Regions from separate parts of the Mus musculus genome. Here all the other regions are linked to region 1. A link is a contact called in public ChIA-PET and promoter capture Hi-C data. All regions are on one chromosome and are shown on one strand. The core of a region is the stretch at or near the end of the contact, and the rest is flanking DNA. Distances in the headings are between cores, read along the strand shown. Region 1 holds the start of Rhbdf2 (rhomboid 5 homolog 2). Region 2 holds the start of Unc13d (unc-13 homolog D). Region 3 holds the start of H3f3b (H3.3 histone B). Region 4 has its middle 8.4 kb from the start of Wbp2.

What was found. Promoter capture Hi-C pulls out the DNA fragments that hold promoters and counts their contacts. ChIA-PET counts read pairs in DNA pulled down with a chosen protein or histone mark.
Region 2: a promoter capture Hi-C map of stem cell-derived epiblast-like cells shows a contact between it and region 1, with 2.5 times the contacts expected there. The contact joins the promoter of Unc13d here to the promoter of Rhbdf2 in region 1. A contact is called at or near these places in 2 of 39 promoter capture datasets (pre-B cells and stem cell-derived epiblast-like cells), 1 of 484 Hi-C or Micro-C datasets (reprogramming fibroblasts) and 2 of 115 datasets of contacts at active chromatin or transcription factors (embryonic stem cells and large pre-B cells).
Region 3: a contact with region 1 is called in an RNA polymerase II ChIA-PET map of memory CD8 T cells, with 67 read pairs. The contact joins the promoter of H3f3b here to the promoter of Rhbdf2 in region 1. A contact is called at or near these places in 15 of 39 promoter capture datasets (the 3T3-L1 cell line, 3T3-L1-derived adipocytes, the C10 cell line and 7 more), 1 of 484 Hi-C or Micro-C datasets (embryonic stem cells) and 4 of 115 datasets of contacts at active chromatin or transcription factors (bone marrow-derived dendritic cells, effector CD8 T cells, large pre-B cells and 1 more).
Region 4: a promoter capture Hi-C map of pre-B cells shows a contact between it and region 1, with 3 times the contacts expected there. The contact joins the enhancer-like site here to the promoter of Rhbdf2 in region 1. A contact is called at or near these places in 4 of 39 promoter capture datasets (the 3T3-L1 cell line, hippocampal neurons, pre-B cells and 1 more), 1 of 484 Hi-C or Micro-C datasets (reprogramming fibroblasts), 1 of 115 datasets of contacts at active chromatin or transcription factors (embryonic stem cells) and 1 of 9 other capture datasets (embryonic stem cells).

The regions. Positions count from the first base shown.
Region 1 is chr11:116,621,164-116,626,511 of GRCm38.p6, reverse strand. It overlaps Rhbdf2 (rhomboid 5 homolog 2), which reads left to right and starts at 2,292. Exons shown (of 19, transcript NM_001167680.2): 1 at 2,292-2,334.
Region 2 is chr11:116,074,584-116,079,363 of GRCm38.p6, reverse strand. It overlaps Unc13d (unc-13 homolog D), which reads left to right and starts at 1,403. Exons shown (of 33, transcript NM_001009573.2): 1 at 1,403-1,419; 2 at 1,703-1,916; 3 at 2,577-2,612; 4 at 2,815-2,922; 5 at 3,035-3,094; 6 at 3,190-3,256; 7 at 3,479-3,659. The coding sequence starts at 1,803. Wbp2 (WW domain binding protein 2) reads left to right here. Exons shown (of 8, transcript NM_016852.3): 8 at 1-793.
Region 3 is chr11:116,023,178-116,027,883 of GRCm38.p6, reverse strand. It overlaps H3f3b (H3.3 histone B), which reads left to right and starts at 3,380. Exons shown (of 4, transcript NM_008211.3): 1 at 3,380-3,505; 2 at 3,865-4,002; 3 at 4,106-4,259; 4 at 4,349-4,706. The coding sequence starts at 3,875. The coding sequence ends at 4,477.
Region 4 is chr11:116,092,857-116,098,003 of GRCm38.p6, reverse strand. No RefSeq gene overlaps it. Among named protein-coding and RNA genes, the nearest start is that of Wbp2, 8.4 kb to the right of the region's middle. Within about 2 kb of position 2,338, at least 30 of the 459 cell types and tissues checked have an H3K27ac peak or open chromatin away from gene starts, as enhancers often do.

The DNA.
Region 1 (5,348 bases), core at 1,043-3,542:
GGAAGTAACTAAAGCTCTAAGCATGTGGTGCACACACATTTTATTTATTTATTTTTACATGAATTAGTGTTTTGCCTGTGTCATATATGTATGTATGTATGTATGTATGTATGTGTTAAGTATGTATTATGATGTACATGCCTGTGGAGGTATAAGAAGGGCATTTGATCTCTGAAACTGAGTTAAGGCTGTCTGCAAGATCCCAAGTGCATGCTGGGAACTGAACCTGGGTCTCTGCAACATCAGCAAAAGCTTCCAACCATATAATTATTTCCCCTGCCCCACTTTTTTTTTTTTTTTTTTAAGATTTATTTATTGCCGGGCAGTGGTGGCACACACCTTTAATCCCAGCACTTGGGAGGCAGGAGGATTTCTGAGTTGGAGGCCAGCCTGGTCTACAGAGTGAGTTTCAGGACAGCCAGGGCTACACAGAGAAACACTATCTTGAAAATAAAAAAATAAAATAAATTTTAAAAATTCTTTTATTTATATGAGTCCACTATAGCTGTCAGACACACCAGAAGAGGGTATCAGATCCCATTACAGATGGTTGTGAGCCACCATGTGGTTGCTGGGAGTTGAACTCAGGACCTCTGGAAGAGCAGTCAGTGCTTTTAACCTCTGCTCTACCCAACCCACCAACGTGGCAGACTGGGGGCAGGGTGGTTAAGAGCAACAAGAGCCCAGAGACCTGGCTCACCTCTGAAAGCAGCTCTGCTGCAGCGCCCCCTGGTGGTGGTCTCTCCATACTCTCTGGCTGGGCGAGGACTTCAGAAAGAAAGACTGAGGCCATTGGTGCAGGGGCTGAGGATAGGGACTCCAGACCTGGGGGTACAGGTCTAGTTCGTTCCTCTGCCATTTCCTGCCTGCCGTAAGTTTCCACATCAAATCCCAAGTGAGGGGCTAACCCAGGCCCTAGGCATCTGTATCAGTGGCACCCCCTGCCCTTCTCCGGCCTGCTGTTCTTGTTCAGGAGCTGACAGGTCCGGCGAGTGCTCGTAGGTGGGAGCATGGGAGTGTTGGACAGGGTGTCATAAATGTAGGCCTTCGTACAGGGCTAGGTACGCGAACATGAAGAGTGGTACTCTACCAGGAAGTGGGTAAGAACATCACAAGATGGCACCACCCAGAGCCGAGTTAAGGGAGGGATATCTGGGTCCAGGAGGGAGATGAGGAGGCACAGCCCAGCTCCTATGGGCTCAAGGTGGCTAGAGACGTGGGCTAAGGAGGATAAAAGCCTGTGGCTTAAACTTGAGGGAGGGCCGGCCGTCACCACTACTAATAATAGCAAAGATAACAGCAGCTGCTAGTTAGAGCCAGGGGCCCCACAAATGCTCCCTGTTACTGCTACCACACAGAGAGGGGAAAGCTGAGACCGAGGAGGCTTAGGGGATTCATCTAAGACCACAGGAGCAGTCAATGGCAGATCAGGATTTGAACCCCCGGCTCTGTTAGCTGGAGTCATATATAGTTATTTCTCATTACAGCCAACAAAGCAAGTTACTTGGTCAGTATTGGCCAGGCTAGAGTATCCAAAGCCTGGGCCTGGGGGCTGTTCATGACACGGAGATGTGGAGGGCCTTCCTCTGCATCTATTGCCAGTTACTGTGAGAGCCAGCTTTCAGCCTTAGCAAGAAGCCTCTGTGTCCTTGGGTGCAGAGCAACATTCACAGTTTCCTAAGGGACAGTCCCAAGAACTAGCATATACCTCGGTTGCCTTTCCAACTGCTCTGTGTTTAGTCCTGGGGTGGTTAAGGGGACAAGACCCAACTTCCAGCAAGGACCCGGTCTGGCCTAGAAGGGATGCCAGGCCTGAGGAGAGATCATTCTAATGGACGAAGGAGAGACAGCAGCTAGAGAAGGCCAAGGCTTCCTAGACGATGTAGCTGCAGCGATCGATCGGGGATTCTGGAAAGGATGCAAGCCTAGTCGAGGCTCCTGGAGTCAAAGGAGCCTGAGGTCACACGAGAAAGAGAAGGGGAAATTGAGTGGTTTTTGCTTGGTTGTTATGGGGGTGTGTCCGTGTGAGCGCGTGTGTTGCTGGAGATCGAACCTAAGATCTGTGTGCTAGGCAAGTGTTTAAATGTGGCCATAAGTGGAGCAGCAGGAGCTACAAGCCCAGGCAGAAGCCGCGGGCCGACCACGCCCCCCGAAGCACCGCCCACACACCAAGAAGCCCCGCCTCAATGAGGCCCCGCCCACACCCAGTCCCCGCCCCTGCGCCCTCGCGCAGGTAGGGAAGAGGCGGAGCGCTGGCGCTCAGCCTTGTAGCCGCCGCCCCGCCGCTGCCCACTCTGCTCTCAGCCGCTTCCCGGGACGTGGGGCCTCCGAGAGGTGAGCACGGGGAATTGGGTGCGGCGGAGCTCGGGTCCGCTAGGCCGCGGGTGGCCAGGGATTCACGGGGCTGCCCCGTTCGGCCGCGGGGAAGGTCGGGGGCTGTGCGCCCCGCAGAGCGCCCTAGAGGCCGAGGCTGGACTCTGTGCCCGCGGGACCGCTGGATCCCTCCCGCAGATCCTTGGCCTCTGCTGGGACCAGGACGCCTAAAGGGGTTCCCCGGGGCACAGTCACCAGATGTCTGGGCGCGTGGTTTGCGCAAAAGTTTAAAAGCCCAGAGAGGAAGAGAGGGCACTGCCCAGTGTTGGAACATGCGACTCCGCCTCCAACCAGAAATCCCTTTTAGACCTTAAGACTATATTCCCCTGTCTCCCGGGTGAACTTCCAAAGTCCTCGGGCAGCGTTTTGTGCGTGGAGCTTCGCCGCCGTGGTAGTAACAGGTGCGGGGGTGGGGGATGGGGAAGGCTCACACCGCCAGAGTAGTCCGCGGCTCAGAAAGTGTACTCAGGAGTCCTGGCTTAAGGACCGAGGGGTTTGGAGAGTTGGGCCCCCAGCTGATGTTTCTGCATTGGATTGAAAGTTAGGGAGCGAAAGGTCTGTAGGGCCCAGGTCTCTACCACAACCCCAGGGCAGAAGGGAAGCCAGGTCCATACCTTGATTCAACTCCAGGAAACACCGAGCCGCGAGTCTGTAGGGCCGGGACATAGAGAGCGAAGGTGAGGTGTACCTGAGGGATTGCCTCATAGGTGGAGCGGTTGCTGTTTCTCAACCAGCTGCATTGGGGGTTCCAGTGTGGGTGACATCTTGTGGTGAAATACTGTCCCCAGCATCTATGTTGTGCTGTTGTGATTGTAGTCAGGGAGAAGAAAATGAAACTTGGTTTCAAGCAGTGGTTCTCAGCTTAGGGGTGCTTTTGCCCGCTAAGGATATTTGACAATCCCTGGAGACACTTGGCCATCACAGGTCTGCCCCACAGTACAGAATCTGGCCCCTCAAAAGTCAACATTGAGTGACCGTCCTATGACCACCAGCCCACTAGGGTACTTCTTGTGAATTTCTCTCCCTACCTAAGTTTCTCCAGGGGCTGGGAAGGGCCAGGACGAATCTCAGTGAGAGATAAAGAGATAGGTGGGCAGGCTTCGCCCTGGCTGGCCACTGGCCCTGTGGAGGAGAAGCTGGGAACAGTGGCTCTCTCGAAGCACAGGTCTGTAGTACTTTACCCAGGATAGCTTCAGACACAGGATAAGCTCAAGGTAAGCCAGAGTAGCCCTGGGGATGGAGGAAGGGCAGGACCAAGCTCTGTTCCCATGGAGTTTCCCAAAGCTGGATGAGCTGAGGTCTCCCGGATAGCGGAATGCCATGTGACCAACTGGAATTTTCCTTCTGAACACAGAACTGACTCCCCTAGCTATTTACACCAGGAAAGTAACATCCAAGGAATAACGGGTCCACTGATTCCCTGTGGCTCCTCTCTTTCCTTCCAACAGGATGGGTTGCCCCTGGGGCGGTAGGAATCCTGGTCAGGGTGAGCTCAGGCCCTGCTGTAGTATTTGCTGAGTGACAGTAAAGGATGGAGGCTGGTAAAGAGCTTTCCACCCACGGGGTCCCCCAAAACCGCGGAGTTGGGCTCCTGGGCTGTACTCTTAGCTTTCTGGGAATGGAGGTGAGGCTGTTGCTGGCTGGGTAGGTCAGGGCCAGAATCCTCTCTTCCGGCAACTAACATTTCCATCTCCCTTTGTCCTGTCTAGTTTTGGACACTTCTTGCTTGAGAGCCCTGGTGGGGTGAGAAGGGAGTGGTGGGACTGGGGGCGGGGCAGGAGTCTCGGGTTGGTTGGTTGGTTGATTGATTTTGGTCTTTTTAACCATAAAACCCTGATGTGTAGCTAGACTTGGTGGTGTGTGCTTTGATGTCCCAGCATTGGCAGGTAGTGGCAGGAGAGTCAAGAGTTTGTCACCCTCAGTAACAGAGTGAGTTTGAGGCCAGTCTGGGCTCTACAAGACCCTGTCTCAGAAACCCAGCAGAAGACCAGACCTTTACAATGTAGCAGTTACCACTACTGTATATGGCTCTGAAGTCATAAAGTTAAACACCCAGACCTCCTCAAAGCCACCTACCCCAAACCTGTAACTCTAGCTTCACTCGCTCATTCTGGTCAGTGCCCACCCCCACCCCCACCCTTTCTATACACGCTGCTGCCAGGGGAGGGGAGGAGACTTCCAAAAGAGCAGGGGTAAATCACCCCAGACTGGAGCAGGACGACCACTGGGGGCTCAGGCCTACTCTGGGCTCACTGATGTTTTTCTTGTGACCTGAGCTCTGGACAGTGCCCTCCTTGGTTGTGTGTCTGTTCAGCTTGTGTGTGCGGGATGCTTGCTAACCCCCCCCCCCCCAATCTGGAATTACAGACAGTTGCCAGCTGCCCTGGAAATGCTAGGAACCAGTCTGGGCCCTTTAGAAGAGCACCCGGTGCTATTAACTGCTGAGCCATCTCTCTAGCTCCATGACTTGTATAAACTGTGTCCCAGACAGGCACCAGATGACAGCAGGAAGATGTCAAGGGGCCGGCAAGTGTTCATGTTTGTGTTTGGGTAACTTGATGCTGGCTTCTGGGCCTGGATCCCCTTACACAGCATGTGGGAGGTGTGTTCTCCCTGCCCCAATCCAGCATGTTCCTTGGAACTCATGGGATCCTGCCTAGATATTGCCCCATTGCTCAAGGGGATTTCCAAAGTGACCTCACCATCTGTGCCGTTGGGAGCAGCTCCTAGTTTCCTATCCAGCTCAGACAGGCTGGGGGAGGAGTGCTGGCTGACCTCAGCAGCCAGCATGGCCCTGGGACAGGGACGCTGCCAGGCCGGGCAGCTCTTGGCACACAGGCAACCTCTCAAGAGGAGCCAGCCACGCCTGCCCCGTTGTTGGGAGGAAGGGACTGCCCCAAAGTGTCCCTGGCCTTCCCAGGCAGCAGACCAGCATAAGGGAAATCTCTTCTCATCTTCAGAGAGCTATGGAGAGT
Region 2 (4,780 bases), core at 154-2,653, 550 kb after region 1:
CTTCTCGCCCTAGCTCAGCTCACAGCGCTCTTCTTCCCAGCTTCCCTTTCACCATCTCTGGAGCTCGCAGGAGCACGGGGTGACCCTCGTTCCTCATGATACTAGCCCCCACCCATACAGAGGGACTCTCTGGCCACTCCTCACTGCTGCCCAGCCCCTTCAGCCTGGTGACCATTGTTCTTCATCTCTTGGGCTCCTAAGACCAGCCATGTGTCTCCCCAACAGGCCCTGCCAAACCCTGTTCACATTCCTTACCCCTGGTGTGCTCCTGGCTCTGGAAGGCCGCTGTCCCAGCAGACTGTCAGTCCAGTCACACTTACCCGGCCACCTTGTTCTTTGTGAGAGCTTCCAGGGATTTTGCTGGGCGCTTCCAGTGGCTGGCATCAGAGGTGAAGCCACTGTGTTACAGAGGAAGCCCCTCTGCCCCTATGCTACTGTTTCTGGGAATTATTCGCCTCCTCTCCTCTCCCCTTTACAGGGGGCTGCTCTGCAGGAGGGATAGAGAATGCATGTCTGTCCCGCCAGGCCCTTTGATCTGGGACTGAGGCCTTCCAACTATGTGACCTCTAACCTGCAGTCTGCCCCTCTGTAAGCTTCACGCCCCCTGGATGCACTAAGAATTGCTCTTGTTCGTTCCTGGTCCAGACACAAAATGAGGAGATGGTTATTTAAAGAGAATTCCTATTTATTTGACACAAAATGTCCAGTTAATATATTAATGTGAAATAAACCCTGTTTGCACCTTGATTTGTTTGCTACAACTGTGAAATAGTAAAAACGAAGTGACTGGAGGTTCTCTGACTCTTGTGTGGTGACCAGGGTGAGGTCTTCCGGAGGAGGGGCTGCGGGCTGCTGGGGGCGGGGCTAGAAGGCCGGTTTCCGTCTCAGTGCGAGTGGTTGGTTCTCAACCTTCCCACAGAGCCCCCACGCCCCTGCACCTGCCTGGGATGGTGTCTGTGCCACCCACTGCCAGCGGGGGCCAGGACGAGGCCTGTGTCCCATCTGCTCCTCCCGCTCCCCTCCTGAGCACAGGCGTGCCAGGACTTCTACGAGGGAGGGTCGCTGGGCTGGCTACCACAGTGTGTGCCTTCATGCCACCTTACCCAGGAAAGAAGACGGTGGAATATGGCAGTCCTTAAGCCGGACCTGCACCCCACTCACAGTGAGCCAGAGAGCTGTGGGAGATCCCAGATCAAAATGCTCCCACGCACAGAGACTGCTCCGAGGCCTCATCTCCTCTCCTCCCCATCTCTGGCTAACACAAAGTAGTTCTGTCCCTTGCCTGGAATGTCACCTGTGGGGTGGAGCAGGCTGAGCAATTGGCTGAGGAACGCCTCTTGCCTCTAGCCTCTCTGGAGCCACCGCCCTGAGCCTGCCCCACCCTGCCCCAGATCTGGGGCCCATTCAGAAAACCTTAGGGTGAGAACACCACAGGTCTCCGGTGGGCGGGTGGGTTCCCCGGTCCAGGCATAGTTGAAGCAGGCAGCGGCCTTAGCCTGGCCTTACCCGTTGCCAGGAGCTCTGGACTCTCCCCAGAGCCTCCGTGGGACGGTGGGTGGGGCTTGCCTGCCCACTGTGCCCACTTTCTCCTGGCTGAGGAAGATCTGGCGGGGATGAAGGCTGAAGGGTGTTGCTGGGAGCTTGGAGAAGGCCCCACCAAGGCAGTGACACCCTGACCCTTCCTTTCCTCCACCCTCCCCAGCAGAGTGTAGCCCGGGGGCCCTTTGCATCACCCTGCGGCTTCCTTGTTTCCACCCGGCCGCAGCCAGGGGGTGGCAGAGTGAAGGGCAGAGCCAACCACCATGGCGACACACCTTTCCCACCCCCAGCGGCGTCCACTCTTGCGCCAGGCCATCAAGATAAGGCGCCGCAGGGTCAGAGACCTGCAGGATCCACCACCCCAAGCCACCCAGGAGGTAGGAGTGACTGCAGGAAGGGGCAAGAGCCAGCCCGGGGGTGCTCAGTAGTAGTGGGGCTTGGATGTGGGAGGCAGGCCCCCACCCGCTTGCCCTCTACGGCCCTGGGGGTACTTGTGGGTGGGCAGAGGGGTCCACCAAGTATCCTCAGAGCCACGGTGGGTTTCTCCAGTCCCTTCTTTTTGGTGGGCTTGTACTCCAGGCCCACCCTGTTCCTATAGCTTTGAAGGTTCCAGCCCCACGAAACAGTTATCTCCAATGACAGTGGGCTACCTGGGGGTCCCCTCTGAGCTAGCAAAGACATGCCTGCCATCTCCCCCAACTCACCCACTTCTGCTGCTAGGCCTCACTTCCGCTGCTGGGGTGAGGAGCCGGTGGCCGTCTGATAAGCACTGCTGTTTCCTCTGGGGAAGGAGAGGGGGGCAGGTGCTAAACAGCCCACAGCTGGGCCTGAACACTCATGGACCTCAGGCATGGCGGGCCAGGGCATGGGCAAGATGGGCCAGGGGTCAGCCCTTCAGAGAGCCTTATGTTGGAACAGGTGAGGGACATGGTCGGCCCAGAGGCCGAGGTGCTGGGGTTCCACTGTCTTAGGCATGGCCCTTCCTGGCTGGCTGGAGAGGCCTCCAGGGACGCCGTGTCTTTCTACCTTGCTCCTAGGTCCAGGTTCAGTCCCACCATTTCTCCCCAGAGGAGGTAAGAGGAGATGTTGGGAGAGTGTGGGGGATGATGGAGGAGGCCCCTCAGCCCCCAGAGTCTGAGGATGCAGCAGCCTGGTAGAGAACACGCTGTGTCTCAACCTTCACTGGACATCTGCCACTTTGTCCCTTTTCCTGGGCCAGAGGTGTGGGTCTCAGGGAGGGCTTCTGGGTGATGATGGGACCCTGCTATGTCTCAGCGGGACCTGCTGTATGAGGAAGCCCTCTATACTGTCCTGCACCGCCTGGGTCAGCCAGAGCCCAACCATGTGAAGGAGGCCTCGGAACTGCTGAGCTATCTGCAGGAGGTAAACCCAGCCTCCACCCTCACCCATCCTCCTAGGATGAGCCAAGGCTCGGCCCTCTCTCCCCACCACCTTGTGTCCCCTCCCCAGCCTCCCACACCTCTGCCCCCTTCAGGCTTTCCAGGTGCAGCCTGAGGAGCACCAGCAGATGCTGCGGCGCGTCAGGGAGCTCGAGGTAAACTGGTCCCGGGCACGCTGGTTGAGGAAGGGGCGCGGGAAGAAAGCTGGTCACCTCAGGGGAACTCAGGCAGCCCCCTCCCATCCTTACAGAAGCCAGTATTTTGCCTGAAGGCCACAGTGAAACAGGCCAAGGGTATTCTGGGAAAAGATGTCAGCGGTGAGTGTGGTCAAGGTGTCCCTGAAAACCTCCTCTCCCCATCATAATCTGGCCTTGAGCTCTTCCAAAGATCCCCGAGCTGCTAGCCTCTTGCATGTAGACGCTGAGTCTCCAGGGACCTTATCCAGATGTCTCGGGAGGAGGCTGGGCCCCAGTGGGGCTGATGGGAATTCAAGGGGAGCTGGCTGACTCCCTAGAGTCTTGTCTCTCACACCTTCCTAGGGTTCAGCGACCCCTACTGCCTGCTGGGCATCGAGCAGAAGGTTGGTGTAGCAGAGGGCAGCCCTGTGTCCCGACGTCGGCAGAAGGCAGTGGTGAAGCACACCATCCCGGAAGAGGAGACCCATCGCACCCAAGTCAAGAGCCAGACACTTAATCCCGTCTGGGACGAGACCTTTATCTTGTACGTGGCCCTGTTCCAGCCACCCTCTATTTCCTGCTCCCATCTCTCTCCAGCACCTCAGGGTATAAGGTTTTTCTAGATAAGAGGATCAGAGAGGGGGCTGGTGAGATGGCTCAGTGGGTAAGAGCACCCGACTGCTCTTCTGAAGGTCCGAAGTTCAAATCCCAGCAACCACATGGTGGCTCACAACCACCCGTAATGAGATCTGATGCCCTCTTCTGGTGCGTCTGAAGACAGCTACAGTGTACTTACATATAATAAATAAATAAATAAATCTTTAAAAAAAATAAATAAAAAAAAAAAAAAAAAAAAAAAAGAGGATCAGAGATCTTCCTGAATCAAGAGACACAGCTTAGCCCTTGGTTCTCAGGAGGAGGCAGACCTTGTGTCCCCTCCCCAGCCTCCCAGGGTTCATCCACGTAGGACAGACCCATGATGTAAACGCCAGTCATACATCTGTATGATATAGTGCCTCATACCTGTAACCCTAGCTCAAGAGGATAAGGCAGGAAGATGGCAAGTTCAAGGCTAACCGAGGCTACATGGCAAGACCCTGCCACATAAATATTAAGTCTGCTCTATAGTAGTAAGCAGGGAGAGTCAGCTGCTCTGGGTGAGCAGTGGCCAGGGGACACTGCAGCCCTTCCTTGAAAAAGGTACAGTGGTGTTGTGGAAGGAGAAACCATGCTGGCTGAATTTTTTTATCCCAGCACTTGGGAGGGAGAGGTAGGCAGATCTTTGTGAATTTGAGGCCAGCCTTGTCTACATAGTGAGTTCCCGACTAGCCAAGGCTACGTAATAAGATACTGGACCCACGATAAAAAAAAATCAAAAGGGAGGAAAAAGCCTGGCGCTAGTGGCATACACTCAGGAGGCAGGGACAGGCAGACACTGAGCTCGAGAGGCCAGCCTGGTCTACAGAGTGAGTTCCACAACAACCAGGGCTACACAGAGAAACCCTATCTGGAAAAAAAACAAACAAAACAAAAGAGAGGGAGGAAGTAGGCAGGAAGGGGCTACAACTTCATAGTGGCTGATATTGGGGAAGGCGTTTCCAGAGGGCAGGCTCATAGAGGGCAGGCTCAAAGGGGACAGGCTCACAGGGGACAGCTCATAGGGGG
Region 3 (4,706 bases), core at 2,131-4,630, 600 kb after region 1:
AGCCCAGGGCTTCACCTCACCCCCTCAGGCAAGTGCACACTGCTCCTGACCCTCTGCTTATTTGTCTTGTGTTGATCTGACTGTACTTTCAGCTCCTCCCCATTTCCTTTGCAGCTTTCCCTCCCATCGATCAATTCAGGACAAAGGAAAAACAAAAAAAACAAAAAACAAAAAACCCTATAACTATTAAATAAGAGAGGGATTGGCTTCTTTAGTCTCTCTTAGATGAATGAATTAATTACATCTACATCTTATTCTCTCCTGGGGCAGGCTTTAGATTTCCTTTGACAATAAAAGCCAGGGAAAAATAAGTCGGTAATTTTTTTCCACACATGCATGTGATCCTAGCACTAAAGCAGAGACAGGAGGATTTCCACAAGTTGAAGTCCATCCTGGACTACTTAATAAGACCATCTCTCAAAACACAAGAACATGAGTGTGGAAGCCAGGCATAGCAGTGTGCTACTTTAACCCCAGAGGCAGATGGGGCACTGTGAGTCCAGCCACCATGGTGGTGAAGAAGAAAAGAAGAGGGGGGAGTTGGAGGAAGAGAGAAGAGAGAAGAAAGAAAGAAAGAAAGAAAGAAAGAAAGAAAGAAAGAAAGAAAGAAAGAAAGAAAGAGAGAGAGAAAGAAAGAAAGGAAGGAAGGAAGAAAACCGGGCCTTTAATCCCAGCACTTGGGAGGCAAAGGCAGGCAGATTTCTGATTTTGAGACCAGCCTGGTCTACAAAGTGAATTCCAGGACAGCCAGGGCTATACAGAGAAACCCTGTCTCTAAATAAATAAATAAATAAATCTTTTTTTTTTTTAAAGAAGAAAGGAAGAAAGAAGGAAGGAAGGAAAGGTGTGTTAGCACAGGGCTTTAACCACAGCACTCAGATCCCTGAGATGGATGGATGGATGGATGGATGGATGGATAGATAGATAGATAGATAGATGTGTCAGCCTCAGCTACATGAAAACCTATCTCCAAAAACAGTAACAGCTTAGGTCTAATAATTAAAGCTGTATGGTACTTGTTAAGAGGACTCCAGAGCCAAGTGTGGGAGATCTCACAATCTCATCCTTTGGAAGAATGAGGCAGGAGGATAGTCACAAGATCAAGATATACTGGAATACATAGTGATTTTCAGGGTAGCCTGGGCTACAGAGTGAGACCCCTGTCTCAAAGGGAAAGGAGTAGGCACATGTCCTCACTGACACATCTGAAATCCCAGCACTCTGGAGGCACCAAGGCAGGAAGATGGGGACTTGCAGGCAGTAGGTCTCACTTTTCTGGGCTTTGACTGGTAACACTTAGACTTGCTTTGTTGTCTTATATTTGAATATTTCATTATACTGATAATTCATTAAACAAGATAAAGACTGGGATTTTACAGGGTTTCTCTATGTAACCCTGGATGTCCTGGAACTTGTTCTGTAGACTAAGCTGGCCTCAAACTCAAACTTGCAACCGCAATCCCTGTCCCCAAAAGTGGTATTTTTATAATGCTGGAGACATAGCTCAGCAATTAAGAGCACTTGTTGCTTTAGCAGAGGACCTGGATTCAATTTTCAGCATCCACATGGTGGCTCACAACCAACCGTAAATCCAGTACCCTATTCTAACTCCCACGGGCACCAACCAGGCAAAACATTCAGACATCTTTCTAAAATCTGTCAGGTTTTTGACATAAGTAATAATTACCAAATATTACACAAGGACACCCATTTTTTATATTATCTTCTCCTTATGGACATGACACCCTCTTGAGGTTGTTACTCTTCCGGTGTATTTATTTCATGCAGTCGAATTAAATAGTTCAAGAAATATACAAGCAGGTAATTACTACTTCTTTGGTTGGTTTTTTTTTTTTTTTTTTTTTTTTTAAAGATTTATTTATTTATTATATGTAAGTACACTGTAGCTGTCTTCAGACACTCCAGAAGAGGGAGTCAGATCTCGTTAGGATGGTTTTGAGCCACCATGTGGTTGCTGGGATTTGAACTCCAGACCTTTGGAAGAGCCGTCGGGTGCTCTTACCCACTGAGCCATCTCACCAGCCCCCTTTGGTTGGTTTTTAAGACAGAGACTCACTAAGTAGCTCTGGCTATTCTGTAATTTCTATGTAGACCAGGTTGGCCTCAAAGCCACCTGCCTCTGTCTCCAGGTTGCTGGGATTAAAGAAATGTGTGTGCCAGCATGCCTGACAACTTCTTATTAACTCTAAGTACATTGAAATAAAATATTTTGTGATGGCCTGAATTAAACATGCAAAAATAGGTATTTGTTGTTTTGTTTTGAGACACGGTCTCCCTGGGTAGCTTTTGCTGGTGTGGTCCTGCCTTTAAACTCACATGGCTTTGCCTGCCTCCAGAGCGCTAGGATGCAAGGAACAGTCCCCTTTTGTTGTTTTTTGTTTTCTTGAAACTGTTTTATATATCCTAGACTGGCCTTGACTTAAGTAGCTGTGAATGACCTTGAATTTTGGATCCTGATTCCATCTCTGATATTACCTTCATGCACCTGGAGCTTGGTTTATGTAGTCCTGGAGAAAAAACAAACAAACCAGGATTTATAAAAGACAAGATCTCTGTAGGTAGGTCTGCTTGGCCTGGAACCCCCCACCCCCTGTGGATCAGGCTGGCCTCATGTTCACAGAAATCTGCTTGCCTTTGAGCTTCCTAAAAGCTGAGATTAAAGGCCTGCAGCACCACCCAACTCGGAAATAATTTTTTTGAATTTTGATTCTTTGTGTCTATTACCCTTCCCCATCAAACAATTGCTTTATGCTTTAGAATGTGTATGCATTTACAGTGCACAAAACACTATATGCTGTAAGATGACTGACTGGATTACATTTCTCATACTATATTAAACGATGAAAATTACAGAAAGTAAATTATTCAGGGAATAATTTCATCCTACATTAAAATAATAGTAATAATTACTATTATTATATTTACGCAAAATCTCTCTAAAATGGTCTCTTGATGCAAAAAAGTCGTAGACTCTTGCCGACCCAACTTTCTTAAATTCCAGGAGACTAGTGCAATTCATTTGCATTGACTTTCTATTGTAGAGCTTTGGAACCAAGAGAAGGATCCAAACATAGCTCCATTTTATCCAATCAGAAGAGCTCCCTAGTGCTAAACTCTGATTCGTCTGTTCCTCTTTGCATCCAGCCAATCCTGAAGCAATTGTAACAGCCAATCAGTGGCCTGAACACCGGCCAATCAGGAAACGGCCCCGAAGTACGGCCTTTGTGTCGGGAGATGTCAGCGCGTCGGCGAAAGCTCCCGCCAATCGAAAAAGTCGTTGGTGTATGCAAATCAGGGTTCTGTGACGCACTGACGCAGCGTGCAGCGTCTCTATAAATATGGAGGCGTCGGGGGGCTTGGAGCGCAGAGCGGTTTGGTCGTTCGTTGGTGGAGTATCTGCCCGTTCTGCTCGCCGATTGCGGCTCTTGTTCGAGCGCTTCCAGCGTCGCCTCGGTCTCAGCAAGGGCCCCAGACTCGGCTTTGGGTGAGTTCGCGGCTCTGCCGGCGGCCGGAGCCTCCCTGGCTTTTAGGACCGCGGTCGCTGGCAGCCGACGGTCTGGTCGGTGAGGCAGCCCGGGAGGTCGAGTTCGGTCGCGTTCCGCCACCTCCGTCCTGTCTGCTTCCCGGTGGTGACTCACAGGTCCCGCCGCGGTGTTTCCGGCCGCCCGTGGAGCGGGAAGTTGCTCCTCCCCGCGCTCCCCCTCCCGGGGGAGGCCGCAGCCCGGCGCAGCCTGAGTCATTAGGGGAGGGGGAGGAGGCGGCGGCCGCCATCTGCTGCGGCGAGGAGGGGCGCCTGGCAGCCGGAGCCCGGTGACCTGGCCTTGAACGTCGCTTGTCTCGCAGGTGAAAAAAAATGGCCCGAACCAAGCAGACCGCTAGGAAGTCCACCGGTGGGAAAGCCCCCCGCAAACAGCTGGCCACCAAGGCGGCTCGGAAAAGCGCGCCCTCTACCGGCGGGGTGAAGAAGCCTCACCGCTACAGGTAGGCAGAGGGCTGGGAACAATGACTTGGCCGCCGGCTTGCGGGCGGGCGCTCTCTCCCTTCTCCCTGACCGTTGACGCCTTCCTTCTTCTGGTGACTGCAGGCCAGGGACCGTGGCTCTGAGAGAGATCCGTCGTTACCAGAAATCGACTGAGCTGCTCATCCGGAAGCTGCCATTCCAGAGATTGGTGAGGGAGATCGCCCAGGATTTCAAAACCGACTTGAGGTTTCAAAGTGCAGCCATCGGTGCCCTTCAGGTAAAGGGACAAAAGGCTTGGTGGCACTCGGGGCGGCGGCTTGATTGCTCCAGTAGGAGTGTTAATGCTGTTGCTCTTGTCCTCAACAGGAGGCTAGCGAAGCATACCTGGTGGGGTTGTTTGAAGATACCAATCTGTGTGCCATCCACGCCAAGAGAGTCACCATCATGCCCAAAGACATCCAGTTGGCTCGCCGGATACGGGGGGAGAGAGCTTAAGTTGAAGCGGTTTTTATGGCATTTTGTAGTAAATTCTGTAAAATACTTTGGTTTAATTTGTGACTTTTTTTGTAAGAAATTGTTTATAATATGTTGCATTTGTACTTAAGTCATTCCATCTTTCACTCAGGATGAATGGGAAGAGTGACTGACTGTTCACAGACCTCAGTGATGTGAGCACTGTGGCTCAGGAGTGACAAGTTGCTAATACGCAGAAGGGATGGGTGAT
Region 4 (5,147 bases), core at 1,089-3,588, 530 kb after region 1:
GGCTCAGCAGTTAAGAATACTGGCTACTCTTCCAGAGGTCCTGAGTTCAATTCCCAGCAACCACATGGTGGCTCACAACCATCTGTAATGAGATCTGACACCCTCTTCTGGTGTGTCTGAAGACAGCTACAGTGTACTTAGTATAGTAATAAATAAATCTTTGGGCCAGATCGAGCAGAGTTGACCAGAGCGAGCAGAGGTCTTAAAATTCAATTCCCAACAATAATATGAAGGCTCACAACTATTTGTACAGCTACAGTGTACTCACATACATAAATAAATCTAAAAAAAAATTAAAAATTAGAAAAATATACCCCTACCAACACACAAAATAAAAGCTGGTATTGGGCATGGTGGCACGTGCTTATAACCTTAGCACTCAGGAAGCAGAAATAGGAGAGTCCCAAGTTCAAGGTCTTTTTTTTTGAGGGGGGGCTACAGAAGGAATTCTAAGTCAACTTGGGCTACATGAGACCCTGTCTCAAAAAGCAAAACAAAACACACAACAAACAAAAATAACACACACATAAAAAAAAGACACGAGACAGAAAAGATAAGGTGCTGCTCTAAGAACTAGAAAAGGGTTCAATTATCATCATTATTATTATTGGTTGTATTAGAGATTTGAACTCTGAGCCTCACACTTGGTAGGTTAGCACTCTTTGTTTGTTTGTTTGTTTGTTTGTTTGAGACAGGGTTTCTATGTAGCCCTGGCTGTCCTGGAACTCACCTTGTAGACCAGGCTGGCCTGGAACTCAGAAATCCGCCTGCCTCTGCCTCCAGAGTGCTGGGATTAAAGGCGTGCGCCACCACGCTCGGCAGGTTAGCACTTGTAACTAAGCTATAATAGCATCCTATTTTATAATTTGTACTTTAGGGCAGGGTCCCACTAAGTTACCCAGGCTTGTAGCCCTGGCCTTCAATCCTCCTGTCTCCTGAGCTTCCAGAGTAGCTGGGTCACAGGCCTGTGACACTGTCTTCTTTTCCATTTTATTTTATGTGCATGAGTGTCTACAAGTCTGTGTACCACATGTGTGCAGTACCCACGGCTGCCAGAAGAGGGTGCCAGATTGCCTGGAACTGTAGTTACAGATAGTTGTAAGGGCTGGGAGCAAATTCAGGGCTTCTGGAAGAGCACAAAGTGCTCTTAACCAGAAAGCTGTCTCTCCAGCCCCATGATGAGAAAGTCCCATGGGAAGAAAAGCCTTGTGACTTATTTTCCCATGCTCTGTAGCCCAAACATGTGTGTCTCTTGGTCCTCCTGCCTCAGCTTCCCAAATGCTGAAATCACAGGCCTTTTGGTCTCCTGCTGAACAAAGTATGAAATGAATCCTAACAGCTCGGACAGTAATCCTGCCACAGGAAGTTAAGAGTGCGCTCAGTCTCTCTGACTGAGCCAGCCAGGATGCTTGTTCTTGTAAAACTTCCCTTTTCTTTTCTTTTATTTAAAAAAAAAAAAAAAAAAGAGGTAAAATAGAAAACATTAGTTCCAGGGGCTGGAGAGATGGCTCAGTGGTTAAGCGCACTGTCTGCTCTTCCAGAGGCCCTGAATTCAATTCCCAGAACCTACCACCCACGTGATGGCTCACAGCCATCTGTAATGGGACCTTCTGGCACCACACAGGCACATAAACAAATAGAGCACTCACTTGTATAAAATAAATAATTAAAATCTCTTTAAAAAAAAAAAAAAGAGGGGGCTGGAGAGATGGCTCAGTGGTTAAGAGCAGTGACTGCTCTTCCAGAGGTCCTGAGTTCAATTCCCAGCAACCATATGGTGGCTCACAGCCATCTGAAATGAGATCTGACTCCCTCTTCTGGAGTGTCTGAAGACAGCTACAGTGTACTCACATATAATAAAAATAAATAAATCTTAAAAAAAAAAAGAAAGAAAAAAGAAAAAATAAAAGCCGGGCGGTGGTGGTGCACGTCTTTAATCCAGCACTTGGGAGGCAGAGGCAGGTGGATTTCTGAGTTCGAGGCCAACCTGGTCTACAAAGTGAGTTCCAGGACAGCCAGTGCTACACAGAGAAACCCTGTCTCAAAAACCAAAAAAAAAAAAAAAAAAAAAAAAAAAAAAAAAAAAAAAAAAAAAAACCTCTTTTAAAAAAAAGAAAGAAAAAAATTAGTTCCTTAGTTCCAAACTTGGCTCAGGGCAAAGCTTTTATTGTTTTGCTTTTTAGCTGTTGCAATTCATAGTCTCCTCCTGGCAAAAATGACATTCGTGATAAAGTGCTGGAACAATTTTAGATAAACTGGAACGAGAGTACAATTGTTCTAGGAAGTGGGTTTTCTACCCAGCTGTCATTTGGTCAGAAGCCCGGTGACCTCTGGCCTAGTCCTGGTTCTCTGACAATTCTCTATTCCTATAAAACACTTCCCAGGAGCTGAAGAGATGGCTCAGTGCTTAAGACTGCTTTTGTAGGGGACAGGATTTGGTCCCAACACACACACCAACCAGTTCAGAGCCTTGCCTGTAACTTCAGTTCTAGATGATCCAACACCATCTCACCGCCTCAGCAGACTCCTGCACACATACCCATAGAAATAATAAATCTGGGCTGGCGAGATGGCTCAGTGGTCAAGAGCGCCGACTGCTTTTCCGAAGGTCCTGAGTTCAAATCCCAGCAACCACATGGTGGCTCACAACCATCCGTAATGAAATCTGACGCCCTCTTCTGGAGTGTCTAAAGACAGCTACAGTGTACTTACATATAATAAATAAATAAATAAATCTTTTAAAAAAAAAAGAAATAATAAATCTTCAGAACAAAGAGGAACAAAAAGAAAGACATGAGGCTTCTGAAGAGGGCATCTCGGTACTCTCAGCAATCAGGAGGCTGGGCAGAAGGACTGCTCTGAGTTCAACGAGAGGGTAGGCTAAATATTGAGGACTCCAGTTCAAGACCAGCCTAGTCCACAAGTGAGTTCCAGGATAGCAAGGGATACACAGAGAAACCCTGTCTCAAAAACAGTGCACCCCCCCCCCCAAGTGCACATGGAAGGAACAGTCAGGTATGGTGGTCTGAGCAGCAGGAGGCAGAGGCAAGAGGATTCCATTGAGTTTGTGACCAGCCTGGTCTACATAGTGAGTTCCAGAACAGCCAGGACTATACAGAGTACAGAGAGACCCAAACAACAACAACAAAACACACTCTCTCTCTCTCTCTCTCTCTCTCTCTCACACACACACACACACACAAAGGAAAAAGTGGATTGATTAGTAGGGTGGATCAGTAGGTTAAAGCCCTTCCACCAAGTTTGGGATCCACACTATGGAAACTATAGAAAACTCGCCCCCAAGATTTGTCCTCTGGCCTCTACCTATACAATGTGGTACCATACATACAAACTTAAAAGGAATAAAAATAAAAAATATGCCCTGTGGTTAGTAGGTCCTTTTGTGACTGCTCTGTGACCTCAGGTAGTTTATTCTTTTTTTAAAAAAATATTTATTTATTATATTATTTATTACTTATATGTAAGTACACTGTAGCTGTCTTCAGACACCCCAAAAGAGGGCATCAGATCTCATGTGGTTGCTGGGATTTAAACTCAGGACCTTCAGAAGAGCAGTCAGTGCTCTTAACCTCTGAGCCATCTCTCCAGCCCTTATTCTTTATTCTTCTCAGTCCGATCCTATCTAGGTCTTGCCCCCTCAGCTTGGCTTGTGAAGCAAGGCGCAGTGGTCCAAACCTGCAGTCGCAGCCACTCTGTCGGCCAAGGCAGGAGGACCACCTAAATCTAAGAGTTTGAAGCAAGCCTTGGCAACCCAGCAAGACCGCATTCCTCGGATAGTTGTTTATTTGGGGGAGGACAAGGTCTTACACCGCTGAGGACGACCCTGAAGTCCTGGCCCCTCGCTCTGTCTTCAGACTCTGAGATTATACTGGTGGACTGAAAAGCTCAGCGCAGGACCCCCTTCTCCTCTCCCTTGCTGCCACCCTTCCCCCCCTTTTTCTCCTAGAACCCTCTCCAGTTTTGTTTTGTTTTTTTAATGTGTCACATGGTCATCTGTTTCCCTAAAACTCTCCGAGTTGGCCTTGTTGGCCGATAAAGCTCACTATCTCTAACTCCCCAACTTCCTCACCAGAACACTTCCTGTCCAGTGCGGCTTTGTGAATGTCTCTGTTCAAAGAAGTGCGCCGTATTTCTAAAAGAGGACCTCCAAAACTGTATGAGCTTGAGGCCCACAGAGTCAGGCTCTGCCTCTAACGCCTGCTGGATAAGGAGTGAGCGGGACACGACTCCCCATCCTTGTATAGGCATTCTTGCAGAACCATAGCTGAATGGGTTTCCCCTTCTTTTTGAAGTTTATTATTAAGTTTAAAGTTGGATGCTTGTTCTCTGGGTTGCCCCGGCAACTTGAAATTCATGATCCTCCTGCTTCAGCCTCCTGAAGGCTCACAAACCTGGTTTTATTTAAAGATATAAAGCAATAAATTGTGAACAGGGCTGAAGAGACGGTCAGGTGGCTAAGCGCACACTGCTTTTCCAGAAGACTCAGGTTTGGTTCCCAGCACCCATGTCAGATCTCACAGCTGCAGATCTACCACCTCTGACCTCTTCAGGCACCTGACCTCTTCCACATACTCAGACGCATATGCGTATTTAAAAATAAAATAAATCCTTTTTGGAATTTTTTTTTAAGATTTATTTATTCATTTATTATATGTAAGTACATTGTAGCTATCCTCAGACACTCCAGAAGAGGGAGTCAGATCTCGTTACCGATGGTTGTGAGCCACCATGTGGTTGCTGGGATTTGAACTCCTGACCTTCGGAAGAGCAATCGGGTGCTCTTACCCACTGAGCCATCTCACCAGCCCTGGAATTATTTTTATTTTATGTGCATGGGTGTCTGTACATCACATGCACAGGGACACCCTCAGAGGCCAGAAGAGGGTGTCAGAGCCCTTGGAACTGAATTACAGAAGATTGTAAGCTACCATGTGAGTGCTGGGAATCAAACCCAGGCCTTCTGGAAATGCAGCATCTGCTGAACCACGTGCATACATACGTACATACATAGTACATACATACATACATACATACACAATACATACATACATACATATATACATACATAACACACATACATACTACATACATACATACGTTCGTACATACATACATAACACACATAC